Regions from separate parts of the Ovis aries genome. Here region 2 is linked to region 1. A link is a contact called in public Hi-C data. All regions are on one chromosome and are shown on one strand. The core of a region is the stretch at or near the end of the contact, and the rest is flanking DNA. Distances in the headings are between cores, read along the strand shown.

The links. Hi-C and Micro-C count contacts between places; a contact is called where the count stands out from the background.
Region 2: a contact with region 1 is called in a Hi-C map of hypothalamus, with 6 times the contacts expected there. The contact joins the promoter of BBS10 here to the enhancer-like site in region 1. A contact is called at or near these places in 3 of 16 Hi-C or Micro-C datasets (hypothalamus and tail adipose tissue).

The regions. Positions count from the first base shown.
Region 1 is chr3:111,578,986-111,585,560 of ARS-UI_Ramb_v3.0, forward strand. No RefSeq gene overlaps it. Among named protein-coding and RNA genes, the nearest start is that of KRR1, 48 kb to the left of the region's middle. Within about 2 kb of position 2,901, at least 5 of the 54 cell types and tissues checked have an H3K27ac peak or open chromatin away from gene starts, as enhancers often do. A contact at or near this core is called in hypothalamus, where this site is marked.
Region 2 is chr3:112,313,661-112,320,235 of ARS-UI_Ramb_v3.0, forward strand. It overlaps BBS10 (Bardet-Biedl syndrome 10), which reads right to left and starts at 2,634. Exons shown (of 3, transcript XM_060412464.1): 1 at 2,385-2,634; 2 at 1,699-1,805; 3 at 1-1,026. The coding sequence starts at 2,569.

The DNA of each region.
Region 1 (6,575 bases), core at 1,651-4,150:
TGAACCTAAAAATCCAGTGGAGAGGAAGAAGTACAAGTCCAGCTGAGTATACACACCCAACTGGAACTGGCAAAAGTGAACTCGTTAATGACCTCTGCAGAGTGTCCCTCGTGCTCTGCTGGGAGACTGACTTGGAGCTTGGTTAGGGGATGAAGAGCTCTCTAGAGGCTACCTCAACAACAACAACAAAAATAATGAAAGATATATAAAAGAATGTGAGCATGCATGCTAAGTCACTTCAGTCCATATGAAAGAATACCTAATGTTTATTTAGTATTTGTGAAGAGCCAGGCCCTGGGTTAAGTACTTTTCAAGCATCATCTGACAAGTAGTTTCATGATTAAATCCTTGGAGGAAGACACAGTTATGAACCCCATTTTATAGTGGAGGAAACAGACTTTAAGAAGCCAACTCACCAATAAATGGCTCGCCCAGGTCTGTCTGATTCTAGTGCCCCCAAACCTGAACCTGATAGACTGTGTTGGATATTCACTTATAATTTCAAAGTCAGTCATTATATTAAATAAAATGAAAGAAAAATAATGTGGAAAATGCAGATAGTCATTGAATTCCAAAGGGCAGTTTATAAACACAAATTCTGAGCTATCACATTAGTCATCCAGGAAGACTTCAGTTGCACATAGATTCAAAGAAATGTAGATGTTTGTTCCACACAGCAATTAATTTCAGAATAGATAGCATGTTTGTCAACATGACAGTCTTTCTCTTAAAGTGTTGATTTTTAGAAATGCAGGCATTGTGCTCGCTCCATTGTTTTGCATTTTACCAAAATGCTCAGCGGACCCGTGCTGGGGCACAAGCCCCCTTCTCCGGTCTATTCGGCAGTTTGGATGAGCTGGTACAGATAAAGACACACTTTCTGTCAGAACTTTTCTTACTAAGAGGTATTTTAATTCATGTGAGTAAACGGGTCAAAAATTTCTCCCAGGAAAAGTCCAGGGTGGTTTGGTGGAAGGCAGTTTGCAAATGCTAGATCTTAGCTCAGTTCAATTGCTCAGTCATGTCCAACTCTTTGCGACCCCTTGGACTGCAGCACGCCAGGCTTCCCTGTCCATCACCAACTCCCAGAGCTTGCTCAAACTCATGTCCATTGAGTTGGTGATGCCATCCAACCATCTCATCCTCTGTCGTCCCCTTCTCCTCCTCCTGCCCTCAATCTTTCCCAGCATCAGGGTCTTTTCCAGGGAGTCAGTTCTTCGCATCAGGTGGCCGAAGTATTGAAGCTTCAGCTTCAGCATCAGTCTCTCCAAATCCTGCTGCTGCTGCTGCTGCTAAGTCGCTTCAGTCGTGTCCGACTCTGTGCGACCCCAGAGAGGGCAACCCACCAGGCTCCCCTGTCCCTGGGATTCTCCAGGCAAGAACACTGGAGTGGGTTGCCATTTCCTTCTCCAATGCATGAAAGTGAAAAGTGAAAGTGAAGTCACTGAGTCGTGTCCAACTCTCAGCGACCCCATGGACTGCAGCCCCCCCCCCCCCCCCCCCCCCCCGGGCTCCTCCATCCATGGGATTTTCCAGGCTAGAGTACTGAAGTGTTGATATTTATTCTCCCCACTAGAGGGCAGTGCTTGAAAGGATTACAGTCCTTACCTCTGAAGTTAATACAACGGACTGGAACAAACCCTAGTATTGTTACTTCCCCTAACCCACGCAGAGAGCACATAAAGATTTTATTTCTTTGAAGGAAAAAGGAGAAAGAAATATGTTTGCTCTAACATGACGCAGAAATCAATGATGATGCTGTCTTAACTTGCTGAGCTTGGAGAAAGAGAAACGCTAGTAAAATTTAATACTCTGAATCATCAAAGGATAAATGGAAGAAGACATCTTTATAAATGTAAGTGAAATCCTTTTATGATAAACTCTTAAAGATGGAATATTGCGACCAAATGCTCAGAAAAATAATCTCTGTTGCTTTGGTTTGATTATCATTAGAATTTACTGGAATGAACAACTTAGTTCAATAAGCATCTTTTTTCTTTTGTCAGTATAATGGTTACACAGGGTGTATGGTGCAAAATACAAGCTCAAAAAATACATACTATTATGTAATGGTTAATCTTTGCCCTTTGAAAAAAGGATGAGTGCTGAAAGGGCAGAGTTGGTATTCAAAGATGGATTTAAAAGCTGCGGAAATTTGCTAAGAACACCTTGGGTTACCTGCTTGAATCTTCCAGAGTGTCACTAATTAGAAAGGCTGTTAAAGTGGAAGCATTGTTTCCTTAAACCATAATTAAAGCCCACGGTTCTCGGGTCTTGACCTCTGCTTTAGCGAAGATAACTGGGACCCTGAGGGATTCACTGAGAATTCTTACTTTTCAAAACAATCTCGTGAGGTTGGGGGACAGGAGGAATACACTGAGAGACTAAATCAGCAGTTTATCAAGGGGCTCCCAGTCCAAACCACCTCATTTTTTTTCTGGTCAGCCCAGGCGATTCACTGTCAGCAAGTAGATACTGAGTGCTTACAGAGTCACAGAATGAGCAATTTGTGGAGAGCCTGGAGCAGTGCTGGGTCCTATAGGAGGTTCCAAATTTTAAATCTTTTCCCTGCCCTGAAGGATAAATGAATATACTCAACTTCACTGTGAAAATGGAAAGAGTTCAGGTGTAAGGGTGGGGCTGGAGGGCACTTCTTGATTCACCAAATTCAATAAAGCAGAAGCCCTCCCCTCTAAGAGCTGCCAACCTAATGGAGAAGGCACCCTGACACCCGGTTAACCTTCTGTTTCCCTAGCTGCTCTGTGTTTATCTGAAGAGTTTTTATTCAGAGAACAGTATGTGTTCATTCTCATTGTTTGCCCTTGACTTAAAGGGAACAGTCCTGAAGACACCCCAAGGAAGATCGTTAACAAAAATCACCAGAGTCTGGAAGATGATTCTTATTCACTCTCCGGGAGCTGTGTAGACTCTGACGGCCCTGCCCAAGGCAATAACTACTCTCTGCAACACCGACAGTTTTCCTCTTTGTAGAATGAAATTACAGAAACACCCACGTCACAGGATTCAGCATGTGGATGGACAGGAAATAAGGGTAGAAGCCACTCTGATGAGCCTCACAGAGGTCTTTCTGTTCGGGACCCATTGCGATCTTAGAGACTTCACTCATTTCAAAGCAATAGGCTTTATTCAGCCTTCATTTTGGGTGTGCAAACATTTAGCCCCAGATAAATGGAGGCTCTATTATCCACATTTCAAATGGTTTTTAACTTTAAAAGCCTTAAAGCAGACTTTTTTCTGGAAATAGGCTTTTTTTTTTTTTTTTTCCCTTTTGAAATGAATTAGCTGCAATTATAGAATGCTGGACCTGGAAGAGATTTCAGAGATCTTTTACATACATACACACTCCCGATTTACAGAAAAGGAGAGAAAAATCAGGCTGTTTTCCCTAAGTCAAGAGCAAATTTTTAGAAGCGCTGGAACCATGTTTTCTGATTCTCAGCCCTGGGGTTGGTCAGCTGAGAGCAACAAACACAAGATGTGAATCAGATACAAAGAAAAACTGACTTTAAGGCTACCACATCGCTCAGGGAGGTCTGTTTGTTCATGATTTCTACATTATATAGCTAGCTATTTCAGAAATACAGCTACAAGAAATATTGAAGTACCAATATAAAGAGGAATGAAAAACCAAGTGTATAATTATTCTGTGCAGTCACCAGCCCATCAGGTATTTTCAGTCTTATCAAAATCAACATGGCAATAAAATGTCTCCTTGTCCTTCCAACTTCCTTATTAAAAGGCATTAAATTTGTTTTTCTCACACAGAGAAAGATAAGGTTGTTAATTGTAGGAACTGCTTATCAGCAAAAATGTAGAATAGCAGGAGAGTCATTTGATGGTTTAGCTAAGAAGAAAAAGCAATGGAGGAAGGAAGGAATACAGAATAAAGAAAGGCTCAAGGAATGAACATGGAGTCAATGTTCATAATGAATTTAGTATCTGTAAATGGAAATATTTCCTAGAAAGTATTCTTTGTATTTTGTAAAAAGGAGATAATATAAAATATAGAAGTATGAACATATGTAAAATTGCCAATTAAAATTAAAGGAATAAACTGAGAGAGCAAAGGACAGAGGAGCCTGGCATGCTGCAGTCCATGGGGTCACAAAGAGTTGGACACGACTTAGCAACTGAATAACAACAACTTTTGCTAGGACAAATGAAAACTACCACCCCGACTTCAGGATGATCCTGGCAAGATTGTGCATGACTGGGGTGAACACAAAGTGTGAAGGGAAAGGGGCCTCAGAGTCTACTGCAAACCTGAGTCTCATAAATCCTGTCAACAACTGGAGTTCGGAGATGTCTTAGGTTGTAAGAAGTTTATTTCACAGTGGCTAAAATAAAAAAGCTGCACTAGAAAGTAAGAGATTATCTTCTCACAGAAAGAGACAAATGAGTCCAATTCTGTCCACCTCCACCTGCGTGCAGAGCGCTGATGCTAAATGTGCAGTCAGCTCTTGGCTCTTGTGTTTTCTTCCCTGTCAATGAGAACACTTGCAAAATGGATTTTCAGTACTAAGGGTTAGTCCATAACCTCAGTCTTAGAAAAGACCGCATCAAGCTTGTGGCATTTCATTTCTATGAATTTACATGTCATAGTCCCAGGTTTTTACTTCCTCCGTAAAACAAGTTAGTGTAAGTCACTGGTATGGATACAAAGATTTTCAGATTAATTAATCTAAAACATACACATGCGTCTAATTAATTAATCGCAACTCCTAATCTAGAGGAACAGGTGCGATGTCTGGGTATTTGGGGGCCATTATTCCTTTATTGAGCTTCCCCAGTGGCTCAGGCGGTAAAGAATCCATCTGGAATGCAGGAGACTGCCAGCAATGCAGCAGACCTGGGTTTGATTCTTTTATTATTAATTCTTTTACTTTTTTAAGCAGGAAGGAATATTTTAAATATAATTGGGTGTTGGTGAAGAAGGGTTTAAATTCACAAAGCCTTATGGCTGGAAGCAGCATTTTTTAATGTAGAACTGCACTGTTCTATGTACACCACCTGTCTTTCTAACTCTCCACTTACCTATCTGGAGTAGTTTTCCAAAACTCTTTCAGCTGTAGAATCCTTTAAAAACTCGTGTCTAAAAATGTAACATTTTTTTAAAAAGACACTCTGGCTGTGACTGGGGAGAAACCCACATAGGGGCTCTCTGTACACCACCTGTTTGTCTAATTCTCTACTTACCAATCTGGAGTAGTTTTCCAAAACTTTTTCAGCTGTAGAATCTTTTAAGAAATCGTATCTGAAAATGTAACATGAAACAAAGAGACTCTGGCCAGTGACTGGGGAGAAACCTACTCGGAGCGGGTTCTGTCCCACTGCTTGCACAGAGGATGGTGGCGACTTGAAGCAATGCGTGACCCTGTGGCAGCTGCTTCCGGCAGTCTCAAGGGGAGGTGCTTGCAAGCCAGCCTGTGCAGCAGTCATCAAACAGGCTGCATCAGCCTTTGCCAAACCAGAGATCATTAGTAATTCATTCCCATTAATTAATAAAATACATACTCCTCCTTTTTAATATGTACTGACCGGAAACACTGTAGCAAAATTAGCAGATACTCTAAATTATGGATCCTGTGTGTTCAACAACCTCCAAATCATAGCTCATGCATTAAAAAAGGACATCTTCTGAGTCCATGATGAGTAGAGAAGTTCAGGAAAAATCTATTAGCTATTTATTAAGAAAGTATCTCGGTTTCTGTTCTATACTCTGATGGAGGGGATGGAATACTCTTGCTTTATTTGCTTGCGTTTTTATTTCAATATAAACAGCCATTTTGATTGGTGAATATTCGTATAGTTGGCCAAACGGTGTTGAATCGTGTATTTGAGCCAGTGTTGGCCAGGGACTGTGAGCTCTCAGAGGATGAGACCCACAGCTGCTAGACATCAATTCTCAGCCAACTGCTGTGTGTTTCAGGCACCTAGGGATGAGATGGTCTTGGAGCCAGATCGCTTTCTATTACTTCCTGTTCTTCCTTGTTCTCCCTCTGGTCCCCATTCAGACTTTTTAATAAATGCAAACCATATCCCTCCTTTAAAATAACTGCATCTGCAGAACTTTCCTCTTGAGCATCTGTCATGCAGGACTGAAAACTCCAGAAAATGCAGATGATATTTGGGTTTTAGCTAAAATAATTTTAAGAGACTTGGAAGGCATGGGGCCCCACTAGTTGAACTTCACTGGCACAGTGCTACTTTTTTTAAAAATATTGAACCTTAGAACTAGCTCATCAGATCCTTCCAGTAAGCTCAGCTGATCAGACTTCAGTTCCAATGACAGCATATTGTACTAAGTGCTGGAAACAGATGAGATAGTGGGTAGACAAGTTATGATTCTCTATAAGAATGGAAAAGCCAGGGTGAGTGTTTGTAAACACAGGCTCAACACTCCTCTGAAGCCCTTGAAGATTACATTTGATTCCTGGGTGCCTTCTAGATCAGAAAAATAAAAAATCTATTCTTTAATTGCTATTTCAAGGTAAGGAGTCTTTGTGCGTTCAAAAAAAAAAAAAATCCTTTCGGATTCTCACAAGAGAAGTTCT
Region 2 (6,575 bases), core at 1,384-3,883, 730 kb after region 1:
GCAGTGCCTGGAGAGCTCTTACATATACTTGTGGAAAGCTGTAATTTCCTTTCTTAGACTTATACAAGATTTTGGGAACGCCTAAAAGTGCATTAGCTATTATCCTACTAACCATGGTTTGTTCTGATTGCTGGCATTTTTTGGCATAGTTGAGAAGATAGTAATGCAATAAGATCTCAAAATTACCACCCACAGGCAAAACACAACCAGCTGGTATAGATGAGAAATAGTAACTTTGGGAAGTACACATCTCTAGTGACTTATATCTCAGTGGTAAAATGCTGTCCTTTCTAGCAAGTTTTGTAACCTGTAAATTTTCGTAAGAAATCTCTTTTCTAGTATTTTCTGTTTTTGAGTTAGCAGAATTATTCTCAATAAATGGTTCATGGTCATCCATTATCCTCCCTTTGTTTGGGGATGAACATCTCAATGTTTCATCTGTCTGGTATGAATCTGTTACTGCCACTTTTGGTGTTGAACACAATACATTTTTCTCTAATTTGACGCTTGGAACTATCAAATTTGAACATACTTTTAAATTCGTTTGAGTTTTTGCCAGTTCACCTTCGTTCTTTACAACAGTGTCCTGATACGACCTTTGTATTGAGCTGTTAACAATTTTTGGTAACTCATTACTTTCTCTACTATTCTTATATATACGAGGACCTGATGTACAACTTTGGTCACTGGTTTGTGTCACATAATTTAGATCAAGGTCTTTAAATACCTGCCGGAGCATTTTAAATGCGCCATGTAAAGCATCCTCATGTTGTTCAACAAGACCCTGCACCGGTCCACAAAGAACTATACAATGTGGTGTAAATGAGCAGGTGCTCATCAAGCCAAGATGAACATACCTTTTGGATCTAAGGATAAGGGGTTTACAGAATTTCACCAAAGCAGTGTGAGAGAGTTCATACTGAGAAGAGGCCTCTGGTAGTACAAAGGGAACAAGACCAATGACTCTCTGGATAAGAGAAAGTTCTTCAGGTGATAAACACTCCACCACAGATATGCCATTCAGTCCTGCAAAATAAATTACTAAGTCTGGTTGCTTCACAGTAGATAGGAGTAACTTTACATTCTGATTCTGTAAATGTTTCACTATTGCTTTTGTTCTTTCTGTAATCCAAAACTGAGATGTCTGAAACTGTGCTTCTGAATTTAGAATAACCTCTGATCCAGAAACTGAAAAAAGAGGCTGAATGGTTTCTGTTACTATCACTATTCTTATGTCACCATCTGCTGGACAGTGCACAGAAAAGTCTCTCTGAAGCACAAGCCCAGCTACGATCCTGGAATCGGAAACAGGAAGGCCGGTGACACCAACTTTCAACTCAACAAAACAGTCATCCACTAGCTCAAGTACTTCTTCAAAGCTACTTTCACAAGCTGTACACTTGAAAACATAGTCACACATCAACTGAGATATCAGGTTGTGATTATTTCTTCCCACTCTTCCACAAAAGTATGCCCCTAAGAGCATCTCTAAAGAGCCCCTACACAATGTTCTTTCTTTAGTGCCTGAAGAAAAGATGGACAAGAAGTGTCTACTTAAGTAATGGTCCATAACATAGTCTAATATTTGTGTCTGAAATGTTAGAAGAGCTTGGGAAATAAATTTCCACTGACAGCAATTTTTCCAATGCCTTCCACAGGTTTGAATATTTTCAAAAGGGAAAAAATCCTTTTCCTTGCCTGTGATCTCACGAAGTCCTCTGAGTAAATGGCAAAGAAAGATAATAAATGTTTTAGCACCATCTCCTGTTTTTCTTAGATGACTGGAAACACAGGCCACCATCACCCTGCACAAGAAAGAAAGAAAGCAACTCAGATTTTCAGAGGGCTGCCTTTCCACATCTGAAATCAAGTTGAAAGCATGTTTTTACATCTATAAAATGAGAATACTATCTCCTTAATGTACTTAGTTTTTTCCCTTTTAAAATTTACTTAAATATAGGCTGAATGGTTTCTGTTATTTAAAAGGGAAAAACAATAGAACCACCTTTGTGCTATTTCAAGATTCTAGGGTTGGGTCGAGCTGGAAGGAAAGGCGAAATGCTCTTTTCAGTTGTGGAATGTTCCCTGGGACAGTGCTCTAACTCTGAGCGTACACTGGTGTCATCCAAGGCCAGTTTTCTCCAGAAACAGCTCCCGAGAAGCCCCGACCTTTTTACCATCTTCGGGGCTATAGGACCTATAGCTCCTACTGGCAGAATGGCTGGGCTTTTTCTGCTGGGCGAGAGGGAGGTCAGTTTTCCCAAAAAGCAAAATCTTACGGGCAAGAAGTCCAGGGAGATGACGGGAGGTGTCCATCTGGAGTGTGGGACGTGAGTACCTAATTAAAGGATGCTCTAAAGGGCTGGAGCGTGCGTCGCGGGTACCTGGCTACGGGATGCTCTAAATGCAGCGCCTTCAACAGGCGGCCTCCATCCCGGCTGAGCAGCACCTCGCCAGTGGGCTTGGTACACAGAACTTGCCGCCCTTCGGGCCCCAAGCAACCGCTCACGATGGTTTCTAGCACTTCCGCCACATGCAACGCCACCGTCACAGACCCCGCAGCGGCCATAGGCCTTCAGGTTCCAGCAGCCTACGCACGCCGCTTGCAGAAAACCAGGGTTGCCAGGAAGGAATAGAGCGCGGGTACCGCCGGAAGCGGAAGGGGCGGGTAGAAGACCGGAAGCCTGGCAGCTAGGCTTCTTGGTTGGGCGAGGGTCTGCCGTCCCGCCCCACGGTTCGGGCAGTAGGGCTAGCGGTCCAAAAGTCCGTGAAGGTAGAAAAAAGGTCGGGGCTTCTCTGGAGCTGTCTCTGGAGAGGAAGCTGAAAGCCCTTCCCCAGCTCCCGAGGTGAATTCATTCCTTTCCTGGAGGCCTCAGCTGCCACCAGAACCCTCCGTTTCCCAGGAGCTCGGCACGATAATGGAGGGATGGGCCCTGCGGCTAGAATTCGGTTCGTTTCCAACTGCCGTCAAAAATTCGTTCCCAATCCTCTGCCTTGAACTTGTGCATATCCTGTCCACATTCTGCACCAGCGGTTTTCTTTCGTGATGCAGGCCAGATGAGGGCCTGGCCACGGTCACGAGCTGTAGGCTTCATGCGTTCTGAGGGGGCTTTGCCACATTTCCTGGGCTTAAGTATCAACAACATGAAATCCTCGCCACCGCAATTTTCTTTTTCTTTAGCAGAGGTGATAGATGTGAGGACTTATAGGTAATCAATAGTATGCTTTAAAAACAATGACTCAAGATTATTGCACACAATCCGACGGCAGGAGAAAAAATACTGTTAAGCAGAAAGAACATACTGTTTCGTACGTTAAGACACATACCCCTCTCTTTTAAGGATGAAATGGTAAAGAGCATGGGCTTAAGATTTACCTGGGTTTGCTATGCCATTGACATATCTGTGACATTCTCTGTCTCCACTTTTTTCATCTTAAAAGAAAAGATGGTGATATGTAAAAAACCTTTTGAGGGTGGCAGTGGACAGTGCTTACAAAGCTGTGGGATTTTTTTTTTTTTGCATGGTGTGTCAGAAGTACTAAGCACTCAACAAATACAACATACTCAACAAATTACCGTCACGTGTCACCAGGGTAGGAACCCACTATTTCCACAAGAAAGGGATATTTTGTAAGGTTAAAAAGAATGATCAACCCAATACTATACAACTATATATGAGTTTGGTCAACGTCAGTAAAATTACCTTTTAGATGTTTCATTGAGGTTGAACAGTGAGGGGCTATTTTCCCTACCCTTTACTCCTGTGTATAGGACAGCAGTGATGGGACTAGATGCCATGATCTTCGTTTTCTGAATGTTGAGCTTTAAGCCAACTTTTTCACTCTCCTCTTTCACTTTCATCAAGAGGCTTTTTAGTTCCTCTTCACTTTCTGCCATAAGGGTGGTGTCATCTGCATATCTGAGGTTATTGATATTTCTCCCAGCAATCTTGATTTCAGCTTGTGCTTCTTCCAGCCCAGCGTTTCTCATGATGTATTCTGCATATGTTAAATAAGCAGGGTGACAATATACAACCTTGACATACTCCTTTTGCTATTTGGAACCAGTCTGTTCCATGTCCAGTTCTCACTGTTGCTTCCTAACCTACATATAGGTTTCTAAAGAGGCAGGTCAGAAAACGAAGATCATGGCATCTGGTCCCATCACTTCATGGCAAATAGATGGGGAAACAGTAGAAACAGTGTCACTTTATTTTTTGGGGCTCCAAAATCACTGCAGGTGGTGACTGCAGCCATGAAATTAAAAGACGCTTACTCCTTGGAAGAAAAGTTATGACCAACCTAGATAGCATGTTGAAAAGCAGAGACATTACTTTGCCAACAAAGGTCCGTCTAGTCAAGGCTATGGTTTTTCCTGTGGTCATGTATAGATGTGAGACTTGGACTGTGAAGAAAGCTGAGTGCCTAAGGATTGATGCTTTTCAACTGTGGTGTTGGAGAAGACTCTCGAGAGTCCCTTGGACTGCAAGATCAGCCCTGGGATTTCTTTGGAAGGAATGATGCTAAAGCTGAAACTCCAGTACTTTGGCCACCTCATGCGAAGAGTTGACTCATTGGAAAAGACTCTGATGCTGGGAGGGATTGGGGGCAGGAGGAGAAGGGGATGACCAAGGATGAGATGGCTGGATGGCATCACTGACTCGATGGACGTGAGTCTGAGTGAACTCCGGGAGTTGGTGATGGACAGGAAGGCCTGGCTGTGCCTTCCTGTGCTGCAATTCACAGGGTCACAAAGAGTCAGACATGACTGAGCAACTGAACTGCACTGACTGATAGGACAGGAGACACCTGTAAGCCCTCCCATTCCCAGCAGTAAGACAAAACTAACTTGCTCTTAGCCACAAGCAACTGAGGGGAGCAAATACTGGATTGGAGGACGAGGGAGGAAAACTAGAGGATGATTTCTTGCAACATATGTGATGTTGACGTTGACTCAGTTGGGACTAACAGATAATTTGTGGGAGAAAAACGTTTTCATGTGAGTTTTGTTATCTATGCTTATATAAGCAAACCATTCAATATTATGGTAATCCAAGTCTATGCCCTGACCAATAATGCGGAAGAAGCTGAACTTGAATGGTTCTATGAAGACCTACAAGACCTTTTAGAACTAACACCCAAAACAGATGTCCTTTTCATTAGAAGGGACTGGAATGCAAAAGTAGGAAGTCAAGAAACACCTGGAGTAACAGGCAGATTTGGCCTTGGAGTACAGAATGAAGCAGGGCAAAGGCAAATAGAGTTTTGCCAAGAGAACACACTGGTCCTAATAAACCCCTCTTCCAACAACATAAGAGAAGACTCAACACATGGACATCACCAGATGACCAACACTGAAATCAGATTGATTATATTCTTTGCAGTCAAAGATGGAGAAGCTCTATACAGTCAGCAAAAACAAGACCAGGAGCCGACTGTGGCTCAGATCATGAACTCCTTATTGCCAAATTCAGACTTAAATTGAAGAAAGTAGGGAAAACAACTAGACTATTCAGGTATGACCTAAATCAGATCCCTTACAATTAAACAGTGGAAGTCAGAGACAGATTTAAGGGAATAGATCTGATAGAGTGCTTGATGAACTATGGATGGAGGTTCGTGACACTGTACAGGGGACAGGGATCAAGGCCATCCCCAAGAAAAAGAAATGTAAGAAGCCAAAATGGCTGTCTGAGGAGGCCTTAAAATAGAAGAGAAGTGAAAAGCAAAGGAGAAAAGGAAAGATATACCCATTTGAATGCAGAGTCCCAAAGAATAGCAAGGAGAGATAAGAAAGCCTTGCTCAGTGATCAGTACAAAGAAATAGAGGAAAAGAACAGAATGGGAAAGACTAGAGATCTCTTCAAGAAACTTAGAGATACCAAGGGAACATTTCATGCACAGATGGGCTCAATAAGGGACAAAAATGGTATACAGACCTAACAGAAGCAGAAGATATTAAGAAGAGGTGGCAAGAATACACAAAAAACTATACAAAAAAGATCTTCAAGACCCAGATAACCACGATGGAGCGATCACTCACCTAGAGACAGACAAGCTGGAATGTGAAGTCAAGTGGGCCTTAGGAAGCATCACTATGAACAAAGCTAGTGGAGGTGATGGAATTCCAGTGGAGCTATTTCAAATCCTAAAAGATGATGCTGTGAAAGTGCTGCACTCAATATGTCAGCAAATTTGGAAAACTCAGCAGTGGTCACAGGGCTGGAAAAGGTCAGTTTTCATTCCAATCTCAAAGAAAGGCAATGCCAAATAATGTTCAAACTACCACACAATTGCATTCATCTCACACGCTAGCAAAGTAATGCTCAAAATTTTCCAAGCCAGGCTTCAGCAACCGTGAACTGTGAGCTTCCAGATGTTCAAGCTGGTTTTCAAAAGGGCAGAGGAACCAGAGATCAAACTGCCAACATCCGCTGGATCATCGAAAAAGAGAGTTCCAGAAAAACATCTATTTCTGCTTTACTGACTATGCCAAAGCCTTTGACTGTGTGGATCACAGTAAACTGTGGGTAGTTCTTAGAGAGATGGGCATACCAGACCACCTGACCTGCCTC